5 separate regions of the Mus musculus genome follow, and all the other regions are linked to region 1. The links are chromatin contacts, called in public Hi-C and HiChIP or PLAC-seq maps. All regions are on one chromosome and are shown on one strand. Each heading gives the region's core, a stretch centred on a gene start, on an enhancer-like site or on the middle of the called end of the contact. The rest is flanking DNA. Distances are from core to core; before and after follow the strand shown.

What was found. A called contact is a pair of places that touch in the nucleus more often than the background predicts. HiChIP or PLAC-seq counts read pairs in DNA pulled down with a chosen protein or histone mark.
Region 2: an H3K4me3 HiChIP or PLAC-seq map of embryonic stem cells shows a contact between it and region 1, with 12 read pairs. The contact joins the promoter of Lactbl1 here to the promoter of Ephb2 in region 1. A contact is called at or near these places in 2 of 39 promoter capture datasets (embryonic stem cells and hippocampal neurons), 1 of 15 datasets of contacts at CTCF or cohesin (the NIH/3T3 cell line), 2 of 484 Hi-C or Micro-C datasets (both in embryonic stem cells), 11 of 115 datasets of contacts at active chromatin or transcription factors (craniofacial prominence, embryonic forebrain, embryonic hindbrain and 5 more) and 3 of 9 other capture datasets (embryonic stem cells, macrophages and pancreatic islet).
Region 3: an H3K4me3 HiChIP or PLAC-seq map of embryonic stem cells shows a contact between it and region 1, with 13 read pairs. The contact joins the promoter of Zbtb40 here to the promoter of Ephb2 in region 1. A contact is called at or near these places in 2 of 39 promoter capture datasets (the 3T3-L1 cell line and embryonic stem cells), 5 of 115 datasets of contacts at active chromatin or transcription factors (embryonic stem cells, memory CD8 T cells, pancreatic cancer cells and 1 more) and 1 of 9 other capture datasets (pancreatic islet).
Region 4: a contact with region 1 is called in an H3K27ac HiChIP or PLAC-seq map of the HPC-7 cell line, with 19 times the contacts expected there. The contact joins the enhancer-like site here to the promoter of Ephb2 in region 1. A contact is called at or near these places in 20 of 39 promoter capture datasets (the 3T3-L1 cell line, 3T3-L1-derived adipocytes, the C10 cell line and 11 more), 10 of 15 datasets of contacts at CTCF or cohesin (the G1E-ER4 cell line, the NIH/3T3 cell line, embryonic stem cells and 3 more), 74 of 484 Hi-C or Micro-C datasets (B cells, the Ba/F3 cell line, the C2C12 cell line and 30 more), 26 of 115 datasets of contacts at active chromatin or transcription factors (DN3 thymocytes, the HPC-7 cell line, the SCID.adh cell line and 18 more) and 3 of 9 other capture datasets (adipose tissue, liver and pancreatic islet).
Region 5: a contact with region 1 is called in a Hi-C map of cerebellum, with 4 times the contacts expected there. The contact joins the enhancer-like site here to the promoter of Ephb2 in region 1. A contact is called at or near these places in 28 of 39 promoter capture datasets (the 3T3-L1 cell line, 3T3-L1-derived adipocytes, the C10 cell line and 17 more), 10 of 15 datasets of contacts at CTCF or cohesin (CD8 T cells, the NIH/3T3 cell line, embryonic stem cells and 4 more), 270 of 484 Hi-C or Micro-C datasets (3T3-L1-derived adipocytes, the AML12 cell line, the AtT-20 cell line and 126 more), 59 of 115 datasets of contacts at active chromatin or transcription factors (CD8 T cells, the HPC-7 cell line, the NIH/3T3 cell line and 38 more) and 6 of 9 other capture datasets (adipose tissue, embryonic stem cells, embryonic tail and 3 more).

Annotation. Positions count from the first base shown.
Region 1 is chr4:136,833,882-136,839,021 of GRCm38.p6, reverse strand. Ephb2 (Eph receptor B2) reads left to right here and starts at 3,010. Exons shown (of 16, transcript NM_010142.4): 1 at 3,010-3,252. The coding sequence starts at 3,192. It overlaps Gm31536 (a long non-coding RNA gene), which reads right to left and starts at 3,087. Exons shown (of 5, transcript XR_881502.3): 1 at 1,136-3,087.
Region 2 is chr4:136,620,430-136,625,569 of GRCm38.p6, reverse strand. It overlaps Lactbl1 (lactamase, beta-like 1), which reads right to left and starts at 2,949. Exons shown (of 8, transcript NM_001243262.1): 1 at 2,829-2,949; 2 at 2,213-2,285. The coding sequence starts at 2,224.
Region 3 is chr4:137,045,897-137,051,036 of GRCm38.p6, reverse strand. Zbtb40 (zinc finger and BTB domain containing 40) reads left to right here and starts at 2,342. Exons shown (of 19, transcript NM_198248.1): 1 at 2,342-2,391.
Region 4 is chr4:136,650,331-136,655,470 of GRCm38.p6, reverse strand. Ephb2 (Eph receptor B2) reads left to right here. Exons shown (of 16, transcript NM_010142.4): 16 at 41-5,140. The coding sequence ends at 149. Among named protein-coding and RNA genes, the nearest start is that of Lactbl1, 30 kb to the right of the region's middle. Within about 2 kb of position 3,105, at least 45 of the 459 cell types and tissues checked have an H3K27ac peak or open chromatin away from gene starts, as enhancers often do. A contact at or near this core is called in the Ba/F3 cell line, the G1E-ER4 cell line, the HPC-7 cell line and 7 more, where this site is marked.
Region 5 is chr4:136,675,747-136,680,886 of GRCm38.p6, reverse strand. All of the region lies in intron 6 of Ephb2 (Eph receptor B2), which reads left to right. Among named protein-coding and RNA genes, the nearest start is that of Lactbl1, 56 kb to the right of the region's middle. Within about 2 kb of position 2,231, at least 9 of the 459 cell types and tissues checked have an H3K27ac peak or open chromatin away from gene starts, as enhancers often do. A contact at or near this core is called in cerebellum and embryonic cerebral cortex, where this site is marked.

The DNA.
Region 1 (5,140 bases), core at 1,761-4,260:
CCAGGGTCACTCAGCGCTCTGTCACCCAGCTTTATTGTCTTCCTGGCCTGGATCATTGTTGATTATTTTGTCCCCCTTTGGGACTCCTGCGGGGTCTTGTCTAACAGGTCCTCAGCTGCATTCCTGCCTCCCCAGTGCCTGGCACGTAGGCAATGCCCAACTCATGTTTGTCAATCAAGTGAGACAGAAAGAGACACAGACAAGTGAGGTCATCAGATTTCTCTCTATGACTGCAGCGATGCACAGCTAACAGTGCTGTGAGTACTTGGGCAAGTACCTTTCCCTCTCTGGATCCCGCTTTCCCCTTCTAGAGGCTGGTGCTGGGGGTGGGAGGCTCCGCTCGTTGAATTATCATGAGCCGACTGGATGGGTGTGAACACTGCTTTGTAAACTGTTAAAGCGTGATTGCAAATGCGGGGAGCTGTTGTCATTAGACAAATGAAGCTTCCAGCCGTCTCTTCCTGTGCAGTGAGGGACCGGGTCTGGATCCAAAGCTCACTCTCCAGCCTCTGCTACACCTGGAGGGGCAGGTTCCCCATTAGGAAACATCTAATATGCTGGGGGTTTGAGAGGCAATATGCAAACTGAAGATAATCAAACTATCCCCAGGCCCCAGCAAGGGAACCCGTGATCATCTTTCCGGAAAATCCTAAGCAAATGGGTGTCAGTCCCGAAGAGGCCAAAGTTAGTGAAGGCACTTAGTAAGGGGTTGATGAGGTGGAATCCTGGTCACAGAGCAGAGAAAGCTGGATAGGGTTTGGCTGGGACAAAGGCGGAGTCGAAGGCAGTTGCCAAGAGAGCAGAGAGGAAGGCCTTGGATGGCTGACAAGACTCAGCCTTTCTATAGGATCTCAAATGGGGAATCATACAACACGGAGGGAGAACGGGATGGGGAAGATACGGGGCTTTGTTTATTGCTACAGTGATTTTTTTTTTTTTTTTTTTTTGCGTTTGGCCAGGTAAAAGTCCAGACTGCTATCAATTAATGATAAGGTTTTCAGTGACTGTGGGAAGTTGGCTAACTGAATAAACGTGTTCTATGGACCTATGCAAGGCCCAAGGGATGAGTGTGGGTGTCAGACACTGCTTGAATCCTAGCTCCGATGCGCTATTTGGCCTTGAGCAGATGACTTACCTGGTCCTCAGTCTCATCACCTGAGATGGCCTGCACCTGCCACCAGAGTTGTGACAATGGAGGAGAGGAAAATCTGGAAACGTGAACAGCCCCGAGCCTCATCCCTGGTACCCGGGTTCTCAAAGGATGCTAAAATCTAGTATTTGTATTTTGAATCAAAAAGGATTTTAAATCAAGAAGGAAGCAATTGCTAGGGGTGGGTGGATGGTGACAAGGGTCCCCAGGGGATAGAAAGAAAGCAGAGCTGAATCCACCCAGGATGTAATAGATGGCCCATAAATGTTTCTGGAAATGGGGAGGGGCCACCTGTATACACCAGGGATGGAGGAGAAAAGGCTCAGAGTCCACCAAATCCTAAGCCCCTTGGTTTGTCTGATGAGGAGAAACAGAGAAAAAAAAAAAAAAGCCAGGGCACCCAATTAACTTCTACCCCAGGCAGGAGTCTGCAGGCAACACGGAGTGGAAGGTGTTGGCAGAGAGGGTGATCTTCCCTGTTGTCTTCTATTCTCCCCGGCTCACTTCTGTTCTGCCTCCTTTGCAACCTTCGAGGCCCACCATTTCCAGGTGGCCTCCCAGGCTGAGGTTCATTTCTGATGGACTCTCAATGCTTCAAAGGGTGCCCCAAATTTCCAAACCTCAGTTGGTGTCTCAGGACAGTCTGTCTGATGGGCCTTGAAGGGAAGACATCTCTGGGACGTTTTGTTAGTTTGTGGGACAAAGGGACTGGAGAGGTCTGCACTGGACTTTTAACAGCTTGTCTCTCTAAAGCATTCTTCCACCCACTGCAATGATCATGGCCAGTGCTGTTGGCTAAGTGTGTTTTCAGGAGCGCGGGTCCCAAAGGCTAGGGGCCCTGCCTGGGTGGTTCCCGCAGGATCCCTCCAGTCCTCCCACCACCGGTCTCAGCAAGCCCGCTAATGATGATGGTGATGAAGGCTGTCAGAGCAGGCTGGGCCCGCAGAAATGGAACAAGGGGTTGTGTCCTCCCCGAAGGGACAGCTATGCACAAAACCGAGCAGCCCAGACAGGTCCATTCCACCGAGGGGTGGAGTAGGGGCTGTCGCTAGGCACCCCCCACCCCCGGGCCTCCTCCACACCCCTGCTCGCAAACTGCACCGGGAACCAGATCAACAGAGGAGAAATACAATGTGCGGCTGGGAAGGTCCGCGGGGAGGGGCCGGTGGGCTCGCGCAAGACAACAAGGCAAGGAGGGAAGGCCCGGGGTCTGCCTGCCAGGGCCCGCCACTCCTGCCAGAGAGAACCCCGGGCCCGCGGGCGAGCGCCAAGGCCCACTCTCCCAGGCAGAGGCCCCAGCCCAACCCTAGAGCCTGGGAAAGCCGCCTGTTTTGTTCCCAGCTCCCCCCTCTTTCCCCCCCTCATTCATTGCAGTTCAGTCCCTTTCGAAGCCGCAGGGACGCGGGTGGCAGGGCTCAGGCAAGGGGGTGGCACTCCCAGTCCTGACAGGTAGGGCCAGTCCCCCGGCTTTGGGCAGCCCCTTCCTCGTTCTCCGCCCCCCCGCCCCGGGTCCCCTCTCTCTGCTCCTGTCAGCCGCGCCAGACGATCTCGGCTTTGCAGCATTCAATAAAAATTGAGAAACATTTGGGCTGAAATCGCTGCTTTATCTGGAGGAGCCACAGCGCCGGGAGAGACCACTGCTGCGCGGGGGGGATTCCGGGGTCCCGGACACCCGGGTGAGTGGGGTCACGATGCTCCAACACGGTTGCTGCCCCATCCGAAGGGACTCAAAAGATTTAGAAGATCATGACTCGGGCGTGGTGCAACCCGTGGGTGCACCGGGCAGAGGCACAGGATTGGCAGTCCAACCCCGGCTCCCCCCACGCCCGCGGCTCAGGTGGGCCGTGCCCAGCGCTGGCGGAGCCCGGGTCCCCGTTCTGCCCGGGCTGGATGGCTCATTCTGCTGGCTGCGCGGCGGCGGCGGCTCGTGTGTGTGTGCGCCGCGCCCCGCCGCTCCCCGCCGGCCCCCCGAGCCCGGGGCGCGCGCTCCAGCCCGGGGGTCCCCGCGGCGCCGCGGCCGGAGGCTCCGGGCAGCGCAGCAATGGCCGTGCGCAGGCTGGGGGCCGCGCTGCTGCTGCTGCCGCTGCTAGCCGCCGTGGAAGGTGAGCGGGGATGGGGGCGGGGAGCGGCCGCCTCGGCCCCGGGTCGCCCCCTCACTCGGCCCCGCGGTCGCAAAGTTTGCCCGGGGGCCGGTGCCGGGCGCAGGTGGCCGCGGGGAGGTGTGGCCGGCGGCCACCGCTGGGAAAGACGCGGGGCCCCGCGGGCGCCCGGGCGAGCGGCGGGCGCTGATTGACTGTGCCAGGAGGAGGCGAAGGGACCATCTTGCCGAGGCTTTGTAGCCAGCCGGGTGAGCGCCGCCCAGGGCTGGGGGGTCTTACCACTGCGCGCCCGCCACCGAGGTCCCCGCATCCCCGCAGAGCCCGGCAATGCCTCGGCACCGAGCTCAGGGGCGCGGGCCCGGCGCGCAGTGGGTGCTGCAAAGTTTGGCAGGGAGCGTTCCGAGGGAGGCACCGCGGCCGCGCCAAGGATTGGGGATCCCTGGCCGCGCCCCCTTGGATGCAGCCTGGGCCACCCGAAGAGCAGGGGCACCCGTGGAGTGGAGCGAAGCGCGCGTGTCCCCCACCCTCGCGTCCGTGCCCGCCCGGTCGCTCGCGGCGTACAATGGGGTCCCCTCCCCAGCAGGACTGAGCGGGGGATGGGGCGATGGGCATCACTCTTGCGCGCCGGGTTCTCCGGGTACCTCCGCGGGCCACCGCCCCGTGGGCGACAGAGCTCAGCGTGGAGTCTGGAGCCCCGAGAACTCTCCAGCTGCCGTCAGAGACCGGACCAGATGCTTTGCCATGTGTTGTTGGCCTTGGCCTGGGTCTCTGGGCCTCTCCCCGAGGCCTCGCGCTGTGGTACCACCCGACCCCCCGGGGGCGGGAGTGGCTGCCAGGTGGTCGCAGCTCGCTGGCTTTGGAGGAAAAGTTGTTAGTGGGGGTCTGGGTGTGTCCACCAGGAATGGCCGGGCTGGAAGGACCAGGCGTGAATCCTAATAATGGTTCTCACGTGTACTGTGCTCTACAGTTTGCCAGTCGCTTCAGTTTATGAAGTACTTTGCTCTCCGTGGTTTACAGCGTGCTGCACGGTTGACAAGGTACTTGAAGCCTTCTTTGCAAAGTGCTTGCCGGCCGACAATCTGTGTTGAATCCTTCAGAAGTCTTCCGGGAAGCCAGATGGGTCGAATTTTTACTGGTTTTTAGCAAATAGGGAAACCGCGGGTTCAGAAAAATCCTGTCTCAGCCCTAGCCATTGGGTGATAAAAATAGGCCCTGAGTCTGAGGTCTTTCAAACAACTGGCTGGGTTTTCTTACCCCTAAAGAAGGTGACCCGTTCTAGGAGTGTGCCACCGAGGGCTTGAGGGGTGAGACACAGAGTGCCCTATTCTTGGGTCACTTTGGGGTGAGGTGTGAAGAAGCCTTGAGGGCTCCAGGCACAGCCACTCCAGGCATGGTGGGGGACCCCGTGCTATAACTTAGTTTCTTTCCCAGTAATGAGCATTTTAGTGACCGCAGTGGGGAGGAGAAGGGGGGGGGTCCTTGGATGGCAGCCATAGTGTTTGGCACCAAGGCAGCTGTCCTCCGGCTCCTGCAGGATTTGGCGGCTGCCTGCGGTTTCCCAGAGTGGGGTGGCCAGGGCACTGAGGGTGCCACGGGCCCTGGGTGTGGAGGGCAGCCGTGGAGCCCGGCTGCTGGCGGGGAGCTCCCTGGGAGCTGGTTGGTGTACCGCGTATTACTCCGGCTTTGGGGAAATGACTCATGTGCTGGCCCGCTATACGTTGGGATGTTTACAGTATTATGGGGAGCTTGGCATAAATATTGCTATTTAGGTTGCAGTCAGTGGGGCTGGAGGGGAAGAAAATTGGCCTCTCTTGTGCGTTTGAGAAGGCCCGAGTGTGTTTTTAATTACCGTGGGGTAGATGGAAGGGCCACGTCTGTCCAGCTCTGGCAA
Region 2 (5,140 bases), core at 1,700-4,199, 210 kb after region 1:
CTTTGCTAGGTGCCATGTCTGCTGATTCGTGTTTGCTATCGCGACTCTACCAAACTGGACTACTGCTGGTGTATCCATGAAGTGTTTTGCGAGTGGATCAAACTGCCTGCTAACCTGTGAACTGAACTGCCAATTTCCAGGCAACACAGATGGGAGTTACTCCAAAGAACCTTTCTAAACAGATCTACCCCCCCCCCGTCTCCCTCTCCCCGTATCCATTCTTTTCCACTACCTCTGGTGGGCTACAAGGACGTTAAACCATATAAGAACCATCATTAAAAATACATTTAAAAAATCAGAATTACAGACAGAGCACCTAAGTGGGCATGCCTGAAGCTCCCAGCCTGTGGGCACTGCTCACTGTGGTGAACATCTCACCAGGCCACCCTTCCCAAACAGGTAGAGAAGGCTCATATGGTGAACAGAAATGAAACCAGGATACCCCCAGTCCTGTGTGTGACGCCACACACTCATTAGCTCACTAAATAACACTTGGGTGGGGTCATTTCTGTGGTCTGTCATTGATGCTTTTTCTGGGGTAACTAAGCGTTTGTTCGAGTCTCCCCAGGAAATTTCACATAACAGCAGTGAATCCCAGGTGTCGCCCTTTACATCTGACAAGGTGACTTGCATCTGAAAGCTCCCTTCCTTGTCCCCGACCTTTCTCCTGAGCAGTCACTAGGCACCCGGAGCTGTACCAGGTTTCTGGGGTGAGGCAGTGAGCCGGCTGGAGGGATCTCCACCCTCTTGGAGCTGGTACCCGAATAGTGCCTGCTGTCTGTGGGAACAGAGCGTCTAGGAGCTGTACCAGGTAACTAAGCGTTTGTGAAAACACATTTTTCTCTGTGTTTATGAATGCACGTGTGTATGCACGCATGTGTGTATGTGTGCATGTGTGTGTATGTTTGAATGTATGTGTGCATGTGTATATAAGTGTATGTGTGCGTGAGTGTATATGTACATGTGAGCATGTGTGTATGTGTGCATTTATGTATGAATGTATGTGTATGTGTGCATTTGTGCATGTGTGTATGTGTGTGCATGTGTGCATTGTGTAAGTGTTCATGTGTGCATGTTTGTATGAATGTATGTATGCAAGTGTATGTGTATATGTGTTCATGTGTGTGTGTGTATTTGTGCATGTTTGTATGAATGTATGTGTGTATAAATATATGTGTATGTGTGCATGTGTGTATGAATAGATGTGTATATATGTGCATGTGTGTGTGCATGTGTGTATGTATGTGTACATATGTGTGTATGCATGTGTACATGTGTATATGTGCGCACATGTGTATGTGTACGTGTGTGTATGTGCGCACATGTGCATTGTGTATGTATGTGTACATATGTGTGTATGCATGTGTACGTGTGTGCATATAGAAGTCAAAAGTCAACATCAGATACCTTTCTCCATTATTCTTGTTTTTTGAGGCGGGATCTCCAGCTGGAACATGAGGCTCTGTGACTAGAGGAAGCCGACTGACCAGAGAACTCCAAAGAGCTGCCTGTCCCTGCCTCCCCGGCACTGGGATTGAGGGTACGAACCACTGCCCCTCAGGTTTTTTATATAGTACTGGGGATTGAACCTGGGTCTTTGAGTACTTTACCAAGTGAGCCATCTCCTAGCTACTTATAACTTTTCAAAGGCCTGAACCAACCAAATATCCTTCAATGATGAATGAAAATATGACTCATAGGTCCATGCAATCGAATGTTACATAGCAACATAAAGAATAGAGTATCTATATATATAATAATATGTATAAATCTTAAATGCACTGTGCTAAGTGAAATAAATAAACCATTCTCAAACGCGGACGGATTGTAGCATCATTTGTATAACACTCTGGAAAGGGCAACAAACAGAACCTGAGCTCAGCTCTGCACCTTCCAGCTCTGGACAAATGACTTCACCTCTTGAAGCCAGAAGACTGCCCCTCCCCCCGGGAGAGCTCAGGTGAGCCCCTACAGAGCTGTGCAGGAAGCATGGATCGATTGGCAAACAAGTTGTGTTACAATAACAAGTGTTAGCTCAACTGTCATAGTTGCTTTACTTGTTCCAGAGAGAAACAAGCAAGAGCAGAGGCTCCGGTGGGGAAGCAGGTGAAGCAGCCAGGGTGGGAAGGAGGGCAGAGTCACTGAGCAAGCAGCTGAGGAGGAGCTAGGGATGTTGACCAAGAAAATGTGTGACTTCCTGATTGGGACTCACCCGAGTCTTCATCTTCCTTAGGGCATGGAAGATTCCAGCTCCTTGAGGATTCTGGCCTGCAGCGCAGGAAACCCTGTGGACAGGAAACTAAGAGAAGCAAAGGCAAGAAGAAGTGGGAGCAGTGGGGAGACAGGGCCCGGAGAGATGGCTCAGAGCTTAAGAGCACTGCTGCTATTTCAGAGGATCTGGGTTCAATTCCCTGCATCTACATGGTAGCTCACAACCATCTATAACCACAGTTTCTGGGGTTCTGACACTCTCCAGGGATGCCAGACCTACCCATGATACAAGCATAAATGGGGAAACATACATACACATAAAATTAATAATAAAGACATGTCCTGGGAGAAGAAGGGACAGAAAATAGCTAGAAAGGGGGTAAAATGAGGATGGTGGGGAAGGAGGACCCCACTTCCCAAGCTCAGAAGCCTGGCTGATTCGCAGTGCCTGATTGTCCAGGACTATCCTGCTTCTTGCACTAGAAGACCCAGAACCCCTTCTATCTCAGGCAAACCTGAAGGAGGGCACCAAACCTACCCCAAATCTACCAGCCTCTAATTCCAGCTCCTTCCCCCACAACCATCTGCCAGGCCCCAGACTCTCACATTTTACCTACTTCCAGAAGGATCTAATGGAATCCACAATTCAGCTCTTTCAACCGGGATCCCTGTGTTTCAAGGGTCTTCCTGAACGCTCAGCATGAGCTTTGCCCAAACTGCCAGCAGCCGTGACAGATGTGGCCCTCATTTCTCCAGCTCTAATCCCTCGCTGTCCTCTGCCTAGAGGATTAGCTTCCCAGGAGCCCTGGCAGCAGGGAAGCTGGGCAGATGTATCAGAGTGCCGGACATCTATGCCATGTGACCACAGAAGCTATAGTCCGGGGGCATGAAGAAACTCAGGAAAAGAGGTGACAAAAGACAGCTACCAGGATCTGACCCTCAGGCCCTTAGAACCCTTTTCCAAGCTCAAACCAGTTCACCAGTCACCTCTGAGAACACAGGTGTGAGCCTTTCTATTAAGTGCCCAGGAGAGCCACTGTTACCTGGAAGTGAGACTCTCTCGGTTTCTTTGTAAATGAGGACAATAATGACTACAGCTAATTAAGTAGGAGAGTGCTTCTAAGGCAGAAGCCCGTGACCTGCCCCTAGGAGGGGCTGGCTCTGCCAAGGCTGGCACTCATGACTTGGCTCTGGTATCAAACTCCCAATCTGGTCCAAAGGCTGACTTTAGATTTTTTTTCTAAGTCTAAGAAAATCTAAGACTGACTTAGATTTTCGGGAATGTCAGAGGACAACTCGCAAGAAGTGGTTTTCTCTTTCCACTGTGTGGGTCCCAGGGATTGAATTCAGGTCATCAGGCGTGGTGGCAAGCACCTCTACCTACTGAGCCATCTTACAGGCTGTCTGTGTCTTTGATCTGCACAGGAACTGCAGGAAGAAGAATCTAGCTTGTCACACTTTCCATCCATCCAAAGGAGCTGATATTCAAAGTTCCCAGGAAGAGCAAGGGCTAAGATTGGAACACAGGACACAGGTCCCCCTCCCCTGGTCCCCAAAGCCTTCCTTATATCTCCATCTGACTGACTATGAGGTCGTCGGGGGGTGGGGGGGTGGCATGTCAAAGCTAGGACTGATGATCTGAGTCAGATAGTTTACTGCAAGGGCCTGCAAGACTTCCCTTAGGGGACCCACCCATGTCTCAATGACTCCACTGTCTTCTGTGGCACTCCTCCTGGATACTCAAGTTGACCCAGCTTCTGGAGGCAGGTGTTTCTCCCTTGTAAATCCGGATTATTTCCAATTCAGCTAGAAGAGAATCCACACCATGTCATATAGCAAATCACCACTAGATGGCAGAAGGTGTACATGGAATGTCCCAGCTTGCTCTTCCTTTAAAGGTATTTTACTGGAGAATTGGTCTTCAGGTTCTATACCTGTGAAACAAGAAAGATCAAACACACACACAGACACAGATACACATTCATATACATACACACACATACTCACATACATACAAAGAAACACACCAGCACACACACATATATACACACATACACACACACACTAGCACATAAACACACACATACACACACTAGCACATAAACACACATACTCACAGCCACACATATATGCACACATATATACACTTGCACACAGTCACACACTCACATATACACTCATACTCACAGAGATACACATAAACATGCACATACACACATGTACCAGCACACACACGTACACATATATACACACACAGCACATACTCACAGACACATATACACACATACACACATACCAGTACATATACATACACATAATAGCACACACATACACACATATACACAATCACACACATACACACACACACACACACACACACGTACATACACATATACACACTCACAGAGTCACACACTCATACACATGCAGAGATACATGTAAGCATACACATATATACACATACACAATGTGCCAGCACCTGTGTGCACACATGCGTGCTCTCTCTCTCTCTCTCTCTCTCTCACACACACACACACACACACACACACACACATACACACACACGTCAGAGAGGAAGGAATTGGCCATCTTCTTTTTTATACAAGATATCTCATATTTCCCTTTAAAATATTGTATTTTAATTATGTGTGCTCTGTGGAGGTCAGGAGATGGAGAGAGGGCGTTGCAGGTAGCTGTTAGTATATCAGCATGGGTGCTGGGAACCAAACTCGTGTTCTCTACAAACGCAGCAACTGTTCTCAACCACTGAGCCATCTTTCCAGCCCCAAGCTGTCTCTTGCTCTTTGGGGAATTCTAAGTGGCTTTGGCCGGTGAGTTTAGGCCTCACCCACTGTAGGGATGTTGGATCAGACTGCAGAGTCCAAACCTCAGCCCTGATCCTTGCTACGTGTGGCTTTGATCAGAGATT
Region 3 (5,140 bases), core at 1,093-3,592, 210 kb before region 1:
TCAGGTTAGGCTTGTGTGACAAGAGCTTTGACTCACTGCCTCATCTCCCTGGCCATGTGGTCTTTTCACCACGTGTGTATTATTTATTTGCCTGGGGGCAGACATGTGCCACAGTGTGTGTGAAGGTCAGAGGACAATCTGTGGGTATCAGTTATCTTCTTTTCGTATACAAGGTTTCAGGGAAGAAACTCAAGTTATCAGGCTTAGTGGCAAGTGACTTTACCTGCTGAGATATTTTGCTTGATACCATATATTCCTTTTAAATTAAGGGGCGGGGGAAGCTTTCAAATATCCTACTTTTGGGATTGGGAGATGTAGCTCAGTGGAAGAGCCCGTGACTATCATTTGCAAGATCTAGGTTTGATTCCCAGCACTGAAAAAGAACCTATTCTCTGCAACCACTGTCACGAAAATTATGTATGCATAGTGGCCTCTTTTCTTGTGATCCCTCCTTTTAATCCTTGTGTAATACAGAACCTGGCTTAGCAGAGGTGCTTAAAACTTGCTTGAGATGCAAGTCACCTCCATTTCTATGCAGAACAGTGGCCAGTAGCCACATTGTTCTTTAAAAACACTATAATTTAGTACTTACTTGTGGAGCACCTATGTGCTGAGCACTGTCATAGGTATTTCCTAAACCTGTCAGCTCTACATTGGGGGGGAGGGGCTCCTGCTATAAGTGGGGGATCAGTCCTCCCAACAGCCATAGGTGAAAGTCTAGAGGCTACGGAAATGATAAATCTGATGCTGATGGTGATCTGTGTGGGTAACAGTGGCCAGGTGACCGTGCACCTGGTAGGGCCCTATCAGATACTGGTTTGACTGTGGCAAGAAGGTAGTGGCCGAGTGCTGACAAACCACCGACAGGGAACATGGTGTGGCACCTTGTCAGCTTGACACAACCTAGAATCTCCTGGGAAGCGTCTCCCTAGGGGATTGTCTACATTGGTTTGGTCCCTGTGTGTGTGTGTGTGTGGGGGTATCTTGAGTAAACCAATGTCAGAATACTCAGTCCACTGTGGGTGGCCCCATTCCCCAGGCAAGGAGTCTTGAACTGTGCCTGCAATCCAACTGGGCACAAGCAAGAACATGCATGCATTCACTTCTCTCTGCTCTATGGATGTGGTGTGATTAGTGGTTTGAAGTCTTTGTCTTGCCTTGACTTCTCCAAGGTGGTGGACTAACCTGCAATTGTAAGCTGAAAAAAATCTTTCCCCCCTTGGTCCTCCTCCTTCTTCCTGGTCTTATTATGTAGCTCTGGGTGTCCTGAAACTACACACACACACACACACACACACACACACACACACACACACACACACACATCAAGGTAGCCTCACAATTCAGAGATCTGCCTGCCTCTGCCTCCAAAGCACCAGGATTAAAAGATGGGTCACTAAGCCTGACTCATTAGACTTTTTTTTGGGGGGGGAGGGGGTTCAGGATATTTTATCACAACAAAAATTAACTAGAACAGCTGCCCAGAGTGCTCTAATGACCCAGAGTGTTCTAATTATTTATCTTCAGCAGTAGCTGCAAACTGCAGTCACAGTATTAGATGACAGAAATTTGAGTGACAGCTCTGCTCCATAGGTTCGGTTTCTGTTTTAAAGGTATTGCATCAAGTCGAGCTGACAGCGACAGTGCTGGGGACGACTGAATATTGTCATTGCCCATGGAACAGCTGTAATCACATTGGGAGCTAGACATAGCAACGAGAAGCCTGGATCTCGGACAAATGGGTCTCCATGTGATGCAGGGACAGCTCTCATGACCAGTGCCAATGGGGCTCATGTTAACTGGATCCGATTCACATCCATTTGACTGCCAGGACACTGGACTCGGGGTTCATAACCAGCGTGTGGTGCTATAGGTTAAAACGTGAGAGGATAATGGCAAAAGAAACCCCGTGTACACCCATACCAAGCCCAGTCCAGAAATCAGTCTCGTTCTCGCCCTGCACATGACTGTTTGTTACAAAAGAAGGAAAGAAATCTTTGTCGTCTCTTCGCAGCAAACCTCAGAAGTGGCTAGGTAAGGGATGGATCATGCTATGGAACATGCTAAGGAAACATCTCCCAAGGTACTGTGAGGCGAAGGTCAAAGGTCAAGAGCAGACCAGGTTCCAAACTTGGAAGCCTGCCATTGGTAGAAAGCGTGCACGTGATGCAGGGACAGCCTTCTCGCGAGACCGTCCCCCAGCACGTGACTACGGCGTGCGCACATCCGGGCTACGGCCCTCGGCGTTTTCCCCGGCCCCAAGATGGCTGCCTTTTGGCGTCTCCAGCGCTGTTGAATGGAGAAAGCTTTATTGTTCCCTTCGGGCAGGAGTGTTCGTGTCCTCAATGGCGCTGTCAATAAAGAACGGCAGTTTGAATCGGTGCTGAGCAGGTAACCATAGAAACGGCGCTGGGACTCTGCGCGGAGACCCCTGTCGCGGCGGAGGCTCCCGAGACTCCCTGAGTGAGGGGCGCCCCAGGACCCCTGGGGGACGCAGGGGATGCGCGGAGCGAGCTCCGCCTGGCTCGCGTCGGTCACAGCCGCCGCCGTCCGCTGTCCTCGGGACGTGGCCCCCGGGAACAGCCCTCACTTCGGGCGCAGCCTAGGTTGTTGCGTCCCGTGGAAGGACGCGGGACACTGCCTGGCATCTGCGGCCCTCACTCCCCGGCTCCCGGGCTGTGCTGCGGACGCCCCGGCCCAGAGGGCTCCCTCCCATCTCTGCTCTCAGCTTTTGTTTATCCGCTGTAAAACAGTTGCGGGGAAATAGAAGTCGTGGGAAATAAAACTTCAGCTCCCAGCAGTGAAGTTGCACGGAGACGCAGCTATGGTCGTTTTTTGTTTTCTTTTTAACGGGTTGTCCGGCCGCTCGCCTGCCGCGGGGCGGGGGAGTGCGCGCAGTTGCCCCGGCTGCTTTTCGGCTTTGATGGAAAGGTCCATAAAGCCAGAGTCATTTCTCTCCGGCGCTTTACAGAAGTTTGCCAATCCTGGCCCGAGGCACAGTTGACACGATATGTGACTAGCTTCCATGATGCCGTCAAGCTAGTGGTCTCTCATTCCTTACAAAGCTATCACCCGCCCAGTGTGTGCAATTGGCCATCTATTTTATGTCTCTACGTAGCTTTGCAGTGTATTTTCCCTGCACAAAACGTGAAGTGTGATTAGGGTGTGCTAGCTTATAGGGCTGGCAATGTGAGGCTGTCGCTGGGAAATCCCCCTTGTATGATAGCCTAGGTCACATTACCTCAAACTGTAAGTTTTCTCCCTCTGGGAGTGCTCTTCCTTGGAATTGTATCCAAATCTTGGTGTGGGTTATAGCTGTTTAAGCAATCAATGTAGGGTTAGGGTTAGGAAGTGCAAATTTTCAGTGCTTGGCATAAATTATGCTCAATGTAGACATGGTTCTTCGGTGACAGGTTCCCATTCTGTCTTGTGCTTGTTTTGACACAGACCTCATGTAGCCCAGGCTGGCCTGGAAATAAATAAATATACGTATATGTATTTGTGTGTGTGTATATGTATACACACATATTATATATATACATATATATATATATATATATATATATATATATATATATATATATAGGCTGGCCTGGAAATAAATACATATACATATATGTATTTGTGTGTGTGTGTATATGTATATGTGTGTGTATATGTATGTATATATATGTATATATATATATATATGTATATGTATATATATATAGGCTGGCCTGGAAATAAATACATATACATATATGTATTTGTGTGTGTATATATACACATTTATGTATATATGTGTATATACACATGTATATACGTATGTGTATACATATATATGTATATGTACGTGTGTGTGTGTGTGTGTATATATATATATGTATATATATATATACACACACACATATCTCCAGTTGGTTGGTCTAGAGCTCCTGCTCCTCCAGTCTTCCTCCCAAGTGCTGAGGTTACAGGCGTGTGCCTCTTGCCAAGCTCCATCACCCAATTTTTTTTTTTTTCTTTCGAGACAGGGTTTCTCTGTGTATCCCTGGCTGTCCTGGAACTCACTTTGTAGACCAGGCTGGCCTCGAACTCAGAAATCCACCTGCCACTGCCTCCCGAGTGCTGGGATTAAAAGTGTGCGCCACCACGCCCAGCTATCCATGACCCATTTAACAGTTATTTTGGTTTTTTTTGTTTTTTACACCTATGCTTGCATGAGTTTAATCAGTTGTTCAGGTGCTTCTACTATGTGCAGGTATGATTCCTAGAAATGTGTTATTACACAAGAGGACCACGACTTTTGCCTCTTTGTGGAATTTAAATTCTTCAAAGGGCTTCGGTAATGTATAGGTGCACAGAAATAATTCTCCTTCTTTAAAAAAAAAAAAAAAAAAAAAAGGCCTGCTGTGCAGCCCAGGCTCACCTTTAACTTGAGATCTTCTTGCCTCAGCCTCCAAATGCTGGAATTACAGTTGTACATCACCCTGCCTGTCTGGCAAGAATGAATAATTTCAGATACCTATCTCATAGCATCCTAGCAATTAAATAAGTAGCTAACGCTCACTGAGCAATTTCTTTGTGCCAGGTACTGGCACTAAGGCTTAATATGAACTGTCAGCCTGTGACACAGATAGTGTTAGGATTAACATTTTACCCAGGGGGAGATGGCTGGTGTTACATGGTTTATGCATAGGGAGTGTGGAGCCGCAATAAACAGATCATGCCCTGCTGTGTTCCGTCTGTTGTCTTTCCTGCAAGCTTGTGAGGTCCACAAGAGTCATGCCACACCTTGATCTTGTGGCCTCAGCTACTAGCCAATGCCACAGCTTCATGTATCCATAGGTTCGTAAATATACACATTTTTGAGGATTCATTAAACAAATACCCGGGAATTTGTTTCACACCAAGAGCTCAGAGCTGGGTGGCTTGGTGCATCCCAGAGTGCTTTTGTTTGCTCTTACAGTCTGGACAGTGCGGCTTCCAAAACAACAACAACAACAACAACAACAAAAATCCTAATAGTTCAAGTTTTCTTTTTGGGGTGGGGGTCTTCTTGGTCATGAACTGGTAAAGCAACCTATCCTCCTGCCTCAGTGTGGAGTGCTGGGATACAGTGTGTTTGCTGGTAATTAAATCTGTTTGGAAATGCCCAAATTTG
Region 4 (5,140 bases), core at 1,856-4,355, 180 kb after region 1:
AACACATACATTTTCCTAGTTATGTCTATCTCTCCCAAAGGGACATTCTCCGCGTTGGGGTCACTCTAGCTGGCCACCAGAAAAAAATCCTGAACAGTATCCAGGTGATGCGGGCCCAGATGAACCAGATCCAGTCTGTAGAGGTTTGACATTCGCCTGCCTCGGTTCTCCTCTTCCTCCACGCCGCCCCCTGAGCCCCCCTACATCGGTCCCCCTGCTGCTCTGTCCACTACAAGGTCAGCCACCTGCCAGGAGGCCACAGACAACAGGAAGAACCAAGCAGCACTCCAGCCAAGCCGTCACCAAGAGCCCATGCAAGTCAAAGGAAGGAAAAGGGGATTGGGTGGGGGGGACACGCACCTAGATCTGGGAGGGGGCGGGACAGGCAAGAGACGTTCGTTCCAAGAGGATTCTCATAAGGGAAGTGACGGTTCTTAGAGGAGAAAAGCAAAAGGCTTGGGAGATCCACATGGCCTGTCCCCGTGAAGGCCAAAAAGCATTTTCTCTCCAACTCCTTCTGGGAAGGTTGAGCTGGCCAGAGCCAAGAAACACTTCCAGGAACATTAACATGAAGGGAAGAGGTGAGCCACCCTCCTTGCCTGGCCTTAGCCGTTTCTTGGAGCATCACTAATGGCCCAGCCCCCAGGCACAAGGGGCAGAGAGACAGGCAGTCGCCCCAGATAGGCTCCGGGGAAGTCCATTCCAGCTGCCACCGGCAGACAGGAGGATAGTTGTTCTGTCTTGGGAGACGGTTTCCAAAAACTCCGAGAGACTTTCTGCTAATGGTTCAGGAGGCGGAAGAGGAGCTCCTGGCCTCCCAGGTCACGCCAAACAGGCTAGATCTTCCTGAGGACAGCCACCCAGGTCTGCAGCCCCACAAGGCCCTGCTCCTGATCAGCCTCAGCCAGAGGACGAGGAGGCAGGTGACTGTCATCAGCCTCGACTGCCACAGAGAAGCATACTCTTGCATCTGGGTTTGTTTACAGCGATTCCGTGGACCGGGGGTATTTTGATCAGGGGTGGTTTTGGTCTGGGAGGGTTTTGTTTGTTGGGTTTTTTTAAAAAAAAATGACAATGAAGAGACACTTTGACATTTCCTACCTTTTGAGGACTTGATCCTTCTCCAGGAAGAAGGTGCTTTCTGCTTACTGACTTAGGCAATACACCAAGGGCGAGATTTTATATGCACATTTCTGGATTTTTTTATATGCTTTTCATTGATACCCTTCCCTCCTCCCACCTGCTGCCAGGCCTCACCAAAGCCAACTGTCACAGGGCCACCTGGGCCACTCAGAGACCTCAGTGGGACTGGGAGAGTGGAGGGAACTACATCAGCGCCCACACTGGACCACAGACGGAGGCAGATGAGGGCTCCAAGGCCGGAAGTCCTCCCTTCCTCCCTGTCTGCTCTCATGCTCTCCGCCCTGTTCTATCTGGCACTTCCCAGGCACAGAGGCCCCTTCAGGTTCCTGGGTGCTCTTCAATGGCCAAAACTCGATTTCATGTCTGGGAGCCTGGACCAGGCTACCCGGGAAGTCAGGACCCTGATCATTCACTGTGACACCCCAGCCCTCCAAGGGTACCCCGGGAGACCACGTGACTCTCTCTCTCTCTCTGTCTCTCTCTCTCTCTGTCTCTCTCTCTCTCTCTCTCTCTCTGTCTCTCTCTCTCTCTGTCTCTCTCTGTCTCTCTCCCACTCCTTCTTTCCCCGAGGCCTTTGCCTGGGTCTGAAGGTCTTGGCCAGAGGAACACCATCATCAGTCAAGGGGTCTGGCCGCAGGCTCCCCTGTGAGCAAATGCAGGGAATCCGAGCAGAACAATCGGTTAGTGAATTGAATGGAAATAAATGCTTTAGTTATAAAATGACCCCTGTACTCTGTAAGTTCCAAGAAAAAGATCCTGGCACCTTTGGGACCTGCCAAATGACTTTAATGCTCTTGCAAGGGACTCTTCCCCCTGCCCCTCAGGATCCAAAAGGCCCAGGCTGAGGAAACTCATGGAGGCAATCAAACAAACAAACAAAGAAGCTCATGTAGCCTTCTTAGCCTAGGGTCATCAGAAGCACAGGCAGAGAAGCGTAGGCACTGGGTTGGCTCAGCTCTGCGTTGCGTGTACAGTGCCTGGCTAAGTAAGCCACGTTAGAAGTGGTGGCCCGTGGACCCCATTCAGCCACAAATGTAACCCCCTCCCCCACACAATGCTGTCTCCTGTGCTAAGGGCTCGGACTTACTGTGAGTAGTTCTTTTGTGTGGAGGAGGAGAAGGAGGAAGAGAAGGAAGAGGAGGAGAAGGAGGCAGGAAGTGTGTGTGCTGCAGATAAGACTGTTAGAAGAGGAAGGGGTATCCCAGAGACAGCTCATCTCAGGACCATTTCCTTTGTCTGGTGAGCATCTTTGAGGAGCCTATCCATGGGGGAAGATTGAGGCCACAGGCCACCAGCAAAAGACCCTGCAGTGAGCAAAACCATCGTGGCTCAGCCTGTCATCTGTCCTTCACCTATTCTCAACCCGGGAGCAGAGGGAAGGAAGGGATTAGAGAGGAAGCTTGTCCCTGGGGTAGGGACAGCGGGCCTGGACACAGGGCAAGTATTGGCAAGTTTCCCACAAAGCAGCAAACAGCGGCCCGTTGGCCATCCCTTAATGGCCCAAAGACACCCAGCGCGGATGGCAGCTGTCCCAGCACACAAGGTCACCTTCTGGTGGGAGCTTCTCTGATGCTCTGCAGATTAACTGTCTCCCCAGCCCACCTCCCACCACCCCAGAGCCCCACGAGGCCTGGCAGTCAGTGTTTCCGTCAGATGGCTTCCTGCCTTAAGCCACTAGGCTGGCGTCTTCTAGCCAGCTCATCTGCCCATCCACCCTCTAGTGCCCAAAGTATTCGTGTAAAGCCGTAGGACTCTACATGTCTACTTCCAGAATACGGGTGCTATCCAGACCTTCTGTCTCCTCTTCAGGGTACCAAACAGACACCGTCACTGTGGCAGTCCTGAGTGTAGGCCCTGCTCACTTCTCAACTACAAGACATCGTCCTCCCCCCACTCCTCAATGCTCAGCAGGGAGTGGTAGGCCCTGCTGCCAAGCGCCTTCCACTTAGGCTGCCCGCTCACATGGGCACACAGCTTGGAGCTATCTGCTGCCTAGTTACTAATCCCTTCCTGGCTCCACCCCCCATCCATCTCCCCACTCCCAGCCCCCCCAAGCACTAGCTCCCACCTGCCCAGCATCAGGAACCGCTTCCGGCTGTTCAGCCCAAGCTTGTTTCTTGAGGAAAGAAAGCTGTTTTGTGAACCTGGGCCAGGGCACCATGGAAGTGGGGCCAGCTGCTCTGGGAGAGTGTGCCTGGAAGAGCCACTCGGGGCCAAGTTAAGTATGACGGAGCTGTGCCACCCACCCCAGAAGTCTCACAATGGGCTGTTAGTGGCAATCAACAGGCCTGTTCCTGAGCCGGTATTGAAGGTGTCTTGCTGGTAGGTTGGTAGCACGCTTGCCTGGCATGCACAAAGCACTCGGTTCCACCCCCCAGCACTGCATAAACCGGATATGGTAATATATGACTGTAAACTCGGTACTCAAGAAATGGAGGCAGGAGGGTTAGAAGATCAGTGGCATCCTTAGCTACTTAGTGAGTTCAAAGCCAGCCTGGGCCACATAAGACCTTATCTCTAGGAAAGAAGTTATGGTCAATAGTGACATCCTTAGTGCTAGACCCACTGCTTCTGAGCAGACACAAGAGTAGCAGAGAACACTTATACAATCTACTTACCAGCTGGGCCTCAAGTCCACCCTTTCCAGTATCCAGAGCGCCCACCTTCTCTATGGCTGAGAGGTCTATGCTGCCCCCTTGTGGGCACTCACTAACATTGCACCCCCTCATAGATCCCACCCCTTGCTGAAGGACTCCCACCGGAGACCACCACCCACCCCAATGCCACCCTTGCTTCTCCAGGTGCCTGTCATTTCCAGGGACAGTTCCCAGAGGAAGACCTTTGGCAGGGAGAGGTGCAAATGCACTCAAAAGACAAGATGTAACCTACTTCTGTCACTAACTAGGGCCACGGGCCCCAGGAGAGACTGTTCCTCACTGGGCCATAGCTTCTCATCTATAAAACAGGAGCATTAGGCTGGGTGCTGCAGGCCTGGAAAACCCTTTGTCCACCTCGGTCCCGCAAAGTAAAACACTGGTTCAGGGCCACGGCTCCAGAAAGGGCCACAAGCCTTGGCTTCCCCGCACCAGGGTCCACCCGAACATGGTCACTTAGGCGCAGAAAACAAAGGAATCCAGCTCTGGCGTATGAGGCAAGAGAAAACCAGATGGGATGGGCTATCAGGGTGGGCTTTCAGGGGGAGGCTACAGGCTGAGAGAAAGGTCACTCCAAAACGTAGCAGCTTCAACAGTGCAGCGCAAAAACATCTGGAGGTGTTGTGGGGCATGAGTTGGTGTGAGTGTAGGGCATGGAATTAAGGTCCAGCCACAGAGGCTACCAAGCAGAGATTAGTAGGACTACCATTAGATTATAGAGCAGTGGTTCTCAACCTTCCCAATGCTGCAACCCTTTAACACAATTCCTCACGGTGTGGTGACCCCCAACCATTTGTTGTGGTTTGATTTGGCTTTTTGAGACAGGGTTTCTCTGTGTAGCCCTGGCTGTTCTGGAACTCACTCTGTAGACCAGGCTGGCCTTGAACTCACAGAGATCCACCTCCCTCTGCCTTCTAGGTGCTGGGGTTAAAGGGGTGCGCCACTACCACCTAGCTCATAAAAATGTTTTCATTGCTACTTTATAACTGTAACTTGGCTATTGTTATGAATCATGATGTAAATATCTGTGTTTTCCAGTGGACTTAGACAACCCCTGAGAATGGAGTCATTCAACTCCCAAAGTGGTCACGACCCACAGGTTGAGAACCAGTGTTCTAGAAAAAAAAAAGAGTCAGTTTCAGCCATCAAATCAAAAGAGGAGCTTCCAGCAAGCCCCTGGAAGAGCCCTCGGGACTCCAAGAGAGCCCAGACTCTGCCATTTACTTTCCAACACGGACAAACCCGACTCCACTTCCGCAGCCTGGGAGAGAGGAGCTTGGCTTTGTGTTCCCTGATTCATCTCTTTTTATTTTGAAAGAGTCTCATATATCCCAGTCTGACCC
Region 5 (5,140 bases), core at 982-3,481, 160 kb after region 1:
CCATTCAGGCAGCAGGCGCAGCGGGCTCAAAGGCCCTGGGGCAGAGTTGAGCAGCTGCGTTCAGAGAACAGAGAAATGATCTCAGATCTCAATATGAACAACACGCAGGGGAGAGAGAGCACGCCACGGGGGAGCCGTTGGAAAGGGAGGCTGGCTGGGGTGTGTCCTGCCTTCCAGGCCTGGTGAGTCTGGATTTGATTTAGAGTCTGATAGAAGGTTCTGGAATGCTGGGATCTGACTCCAGTTGTGTTAAAGATCCATGCAGAGTACTAGAAAGTAGACTGGGGGGAGGGGGGGGTGGCCAGAGACACATGGGACATGGAGTGAGAAATGACGGGTGCTTGAGTTGGGAGGTCGGCAGCAGAGGTGGTGAAAGATGACAGGGTGGGCGTTTTTGATGCCCAGGGCCCCTGGGACATGGCAGGATGACCCTGTGGATGGTGCTGGTTCCAGAGGCAGGGGATTTATAAGAGTAGCATAGCACTTGCTAAGCAGGATATCCTGGAGCAGATGCCAAGGGTCAGCGGAAACAGAGGCCGCAGCGCCTGGGGTCATTCGGAACCCAAGGAGAGGGAGCCAGTAACTGGTCAGGGATCCAGGATCAACTTCTGTTCTGATGCCTCAGCCTTCCGGAGTCACCTGGGAAGGTCAGTCAGGTTGCAAGAGTGAGGTGTGTACCTGACAAGCCATGGCTGCCCCTGACTGGTATCTAGGATCTGCCCGGTACCCACAGTTCATCCCTCTCTGCGATACTTCAGAACTTTTTAGAACAAACACTGGTCTGTTTCCATCAAAGGGCCACTCCCACCTTCCCTCCTCCTCTCTTGCTTCTCCAGAAAGGCCCTTTAGGAATGGTGGTGGCTCTCAGGTCTCCTTGGCTTGGCCTTTCCCCAGATCTACAGGGAACTGCTGCCTTCCCTGAGCCTGAACTGACAGTCATTGCCTGAGGCTGCTGGGTAAATGGCAGCGGGCTCACTGCAGACTGGCCGTTTCCATCCACCCAGTGTCCCTGGGGAGGTGGCCTCCTTCAGCAAAACCTCCCAGAGCCCATGGGTTCGCGTTCTCCACAGCTGGGAGCAGAGACACTGGACCATGCAGGCACCCTGACATCAATGTCAATGTCAGTTCAACAGAAATGTCCAGTCAGCAACTGAGAGAGGCAAGCATTTCAGACAGGGCATGAGGACTGGGGAGAGCGGGAACTGTGGAGTCCAACTGTGTTTGGAGCTGGCTCTGTCCAGAGAAGCCCGAGCCCGCACTCACTCACCTCAGCCGTCCCACCTATCTTGTGAACGATGGCAAAGGCTACTTACTCTCTAACAGCGCTGGTGATGGCAATGACCATGGGAGCTGGCAATTGTGGAGCCACTGTGCACAGTGACAGCATTTGCGTGCTAAAGTTCCTAGCCATTTTCAATGGAATCTTCCCGGATCACGAGGAGTGAGTGGCACTCACTGCTGATAACCTTCCTTTGAAGATAGAAAGGTCAAGGCTTGCTAGTGCATGCCTGTAATCCCAGCACTCTGGAGGTAGAGGCAGAGCGATCTGGAGTTCAAGGTCACATTCCCGCTTAGATAGCAAGGCCAGCCTGGAGATCTGTGAGTCTGTCAACAAAATTAAAAGGAAGGAAAGATAGAAAGAGGAAGGGAGGGAGGGACAGAGGAAGGAAGGAAGGAAGGAAGGAAGGAAGGAAGGAAGGAAGGAAGGAAGGAAGGAAGGAAGGAAGGAAGGAAGGAAGGAGGCAGGCAGGCAGGCAGACTGGGGCCTGATTCTGTCTCCTCCTACTGGCCCTGGTAGGTTTCCCTGCATTTCTCCTATTACCCAGCCAATGGTACTCCAGAGAAACAGCTAGAGCAATACAATCTCTCTAGCATCCCAGTGAGCCATGTGCTGCCTGATTGAATTCTAGAGCTGTGGCATTTATTGCTCTGTTTTCTGGAATGGCACACCGAGCCTCAAGAAAGGGAAAGGGGCCCATCCTGAGGACACACTGCAACTCCGTGGGAGAAAAACTCAGTATTTAAAACAGGGTCTGGTCCTATCTCCATCCTGTGCCTGACTTTAGGGAAATGATCTGCTTGGATTGGTTCCTCACTTCCCCAGGGCACCTGTGACACCAGGGTTTCCTCTCTTGTCCTCATATATAGAAACTCAAGCCCCAAGCGTCCCAAGGTGGCACCAACCCAGAATGTGAATGCCAACCTTTGTGGTGGAGTAGATAGCGTGTTGCACAGCGGCACCTACTGGTCAGTATTGGAATTGCACCCTAGATTGGCCTGTGTGTCACTAAGGAGCACCTATCTACTGAGATAGTGTGTGGCCCTTATCCTCAGAGAAGATGGGTATGCACATTAGAACATTAGAAGAGGTTTTGTACCTACAGCTCCTGGCTGGGACATCCTAAAGGTCCCCATCAGAGTCACCATTTGAGCTGAGCCTTGAGATGGAGAAAGAAAGGACACTTGTGACTTGGGGAGCCTGGCCAAGAGCCTGGTATCCAAGAAAATGAGGGTGATGTGATAGAGCATAGTAGGAGGCATATATATATATATATATATATATATATATATATATATATATATCAGTGATAGAGCACTCCCCCAACATGCCTGAGGCCCTGAACCGCATCCACAGACATAAATAAAACATGGAACCCCAGATTAAATTTGAATGAAGAAAATGTTAATGTATGCCCCAAATAGAGCATAGGCTATAGTTATTTTACAAAGTCAGGACTGGAGAGACTGTTCATTTGGCAAGGTGCTTGCTTGTAGTATAAGCAGGAGTTCCATCCCCGTGCACATGTTAAAAAACAAACAAACAAATAAACAAACAACAACAAACTACACACAGCAAAGCACACATAAAATTCAGGCACTGGTGAAGGAGAAGGTGGATCCCTGTGGCTTGCGGGCTGGCCGGCCTAGCCTGATTGCTCAGGACAGTGAGAGACGGTTTCCAAAGAAGGAGAGGAGGGGAGGGGAGGAAAGGAAGGAAGGAAAAGACAAAAGTGAAGAACAACACTCTTGTTGACCTCTGACCTGCACACCCACAAATACATATAACTTTGTAAATATATTCATTGAGGCCATGGATGTAGTGAGTAGAGTGCCTGCCTGGTATGCCAAAGCCCCTAGTTCTACCCCCAGCACCATGTAAGTTGGATAGAATAGTACATGTCTGTGATCCCAGAATATAGGAGGTAGAGGCAGGAGGATTATCTGTTCAGGGTCATCCTTGGCTACATAGCCATCTCTGGCTGCATGAAACTCTTATGTCAACCCCCCCACCCAAAAAAAAAACTAGAATAAAATAGAAGTTGTGTGTTTATCTGAGCAGCCTGCGCTATGTGCCCGGGAGATCAGAAGCTGGGGTGGCTGGGGAACCGTGGGGACGTAGCAGGGGAGCCTGGCAGGTGTGGATCATGAGGGATCCTCGGTGGAGTCGGCTTTCACAGAGCTGGGCAAATTCCATGTTTGATATGGGAAAATAAAACGCAACCCCCACTGACAGTCACGACGACACAAAGCGAGGGGCATGGCAGGCCTCCCTCTGGCATCTCAGGGGATGATGTTCTTGGAGCTCCAAGGAGGGAAAAACACACACAGCTGGGGAATCCAACAGGATCCCTGAAAGAGAGCAGAGGAAAAATAGCCTCCTTTCTGGCTGCCCTGCAGGAGCCATCCTGGCTCCCTAGCATGTGACATGACAGGAGCACTGTCTTCTGCAACCTTGTATCCCAAGCTCTTCTTTACACCCTGGCCTTTCACCTGCTGCTCTTTGTGCAGGAAGACCCTCTCTCTCCACCCCATGGCTCCTGTTTGTTCTTTAAGGTTTCATTCCAGAGCCCTCACCACCCCCACTCCCACCCCACCCCCACACACTATCCAGGGAGCGTTCTGACTTTACCGCGGATCCCAGTGAGCTCAGGTCTCTCCCTTAGCATACTCTTACTTCCTCCCCTGCCTGGTGAGCACTTCATACCCAGCAATTTCCCTCTTAGGCAGCCCTTACGATCCTGCTACGAGACACTGAGACGTTAAGGAGGTCACGGTAACATCTGAAAGCAGGCTCACATCGATGCCTGGGATGATGTTACTCTCCCGCTCTCAGGATGCACTTGGGGACTCTATGCGCCTGAGATGTAAACTTAATCTGCTTGTGTGGTTGGGTATCTTTCTATTGGAAAGGGGTCCAGAGCTGTGCATCAGCTTCCCCTTCTTTGAGAGCTTGAATCCCCACAACTGTTTTAGCTGTTCTAGTTGGAGCTCTGAGGCTGGGGCTTAGATTTCAGTCTCCTACAGGACCCTAGTGCCCAGCCAAGGCTCAGTACAATAGGGAAGATGCTCAGGGAAGTCTTGTTAAGTGTCTGGCAGATGTCTATGTGTGCACCACTTGGGTCTAGCCCTGTCACACTGCTTAGCTGGATCTTTGTCCTGTTGTCTTCTGGTTGCCTTGAGCAACACCCAGGAAGACAGAATAGTGGTCTGCCTCTCTCTAAGACAAGAACATTGTGTGCCCAAAGTCCTGGGCACTAGAAGCGGCTCCACGTGGAGCCTAGTTCTGAGCCCCAAGGCAGCCGCTAGCCAAGGTATGAACTTGAATGTCATTATCTGTACCTAAAATGCAAAGCGCCCTCGTAAAATTGGGCATGGTGGCGCACACCCAGAATTCCTGCACTCGGGAGGCAGAAGCAGGAAGATCAGAAAGCCAGTCTTTTTTTTTTTTTTTTTTTTTTTTTTTTTAACTACAGAGTAAGTTCAAAGCCAGCCTGGGCCACATGAGATCCTGTCTCAAAACAAACAGACAAAAGAGGCCCAGGGCAGAGTCGTGTGCAGACAAGGATTGAGTGATGAGATGAATCTCCAACCTGCTGTTTCAGGAACTTCGAGTCTACGTACAGCAGCCACTCAACACGTGTGTGCTAGTCAGCTCTTGCTGAGATAAAGTTGCGAAACAAGCAGTCTCACAAACACCCTGGCATACAACATAGATTTGCGTCTGTGAATCAAACAGCCCTATTTCAGCTTAGAGTTGGGTCAAGGTCTTGTTCAGGGGAACCTGGTTCTAGCCCCTGTCCTGGCAGATGGCGGAAGCATAGAAACCGAGCCAGATCATCAGGCACACGTAAAGTCTGCA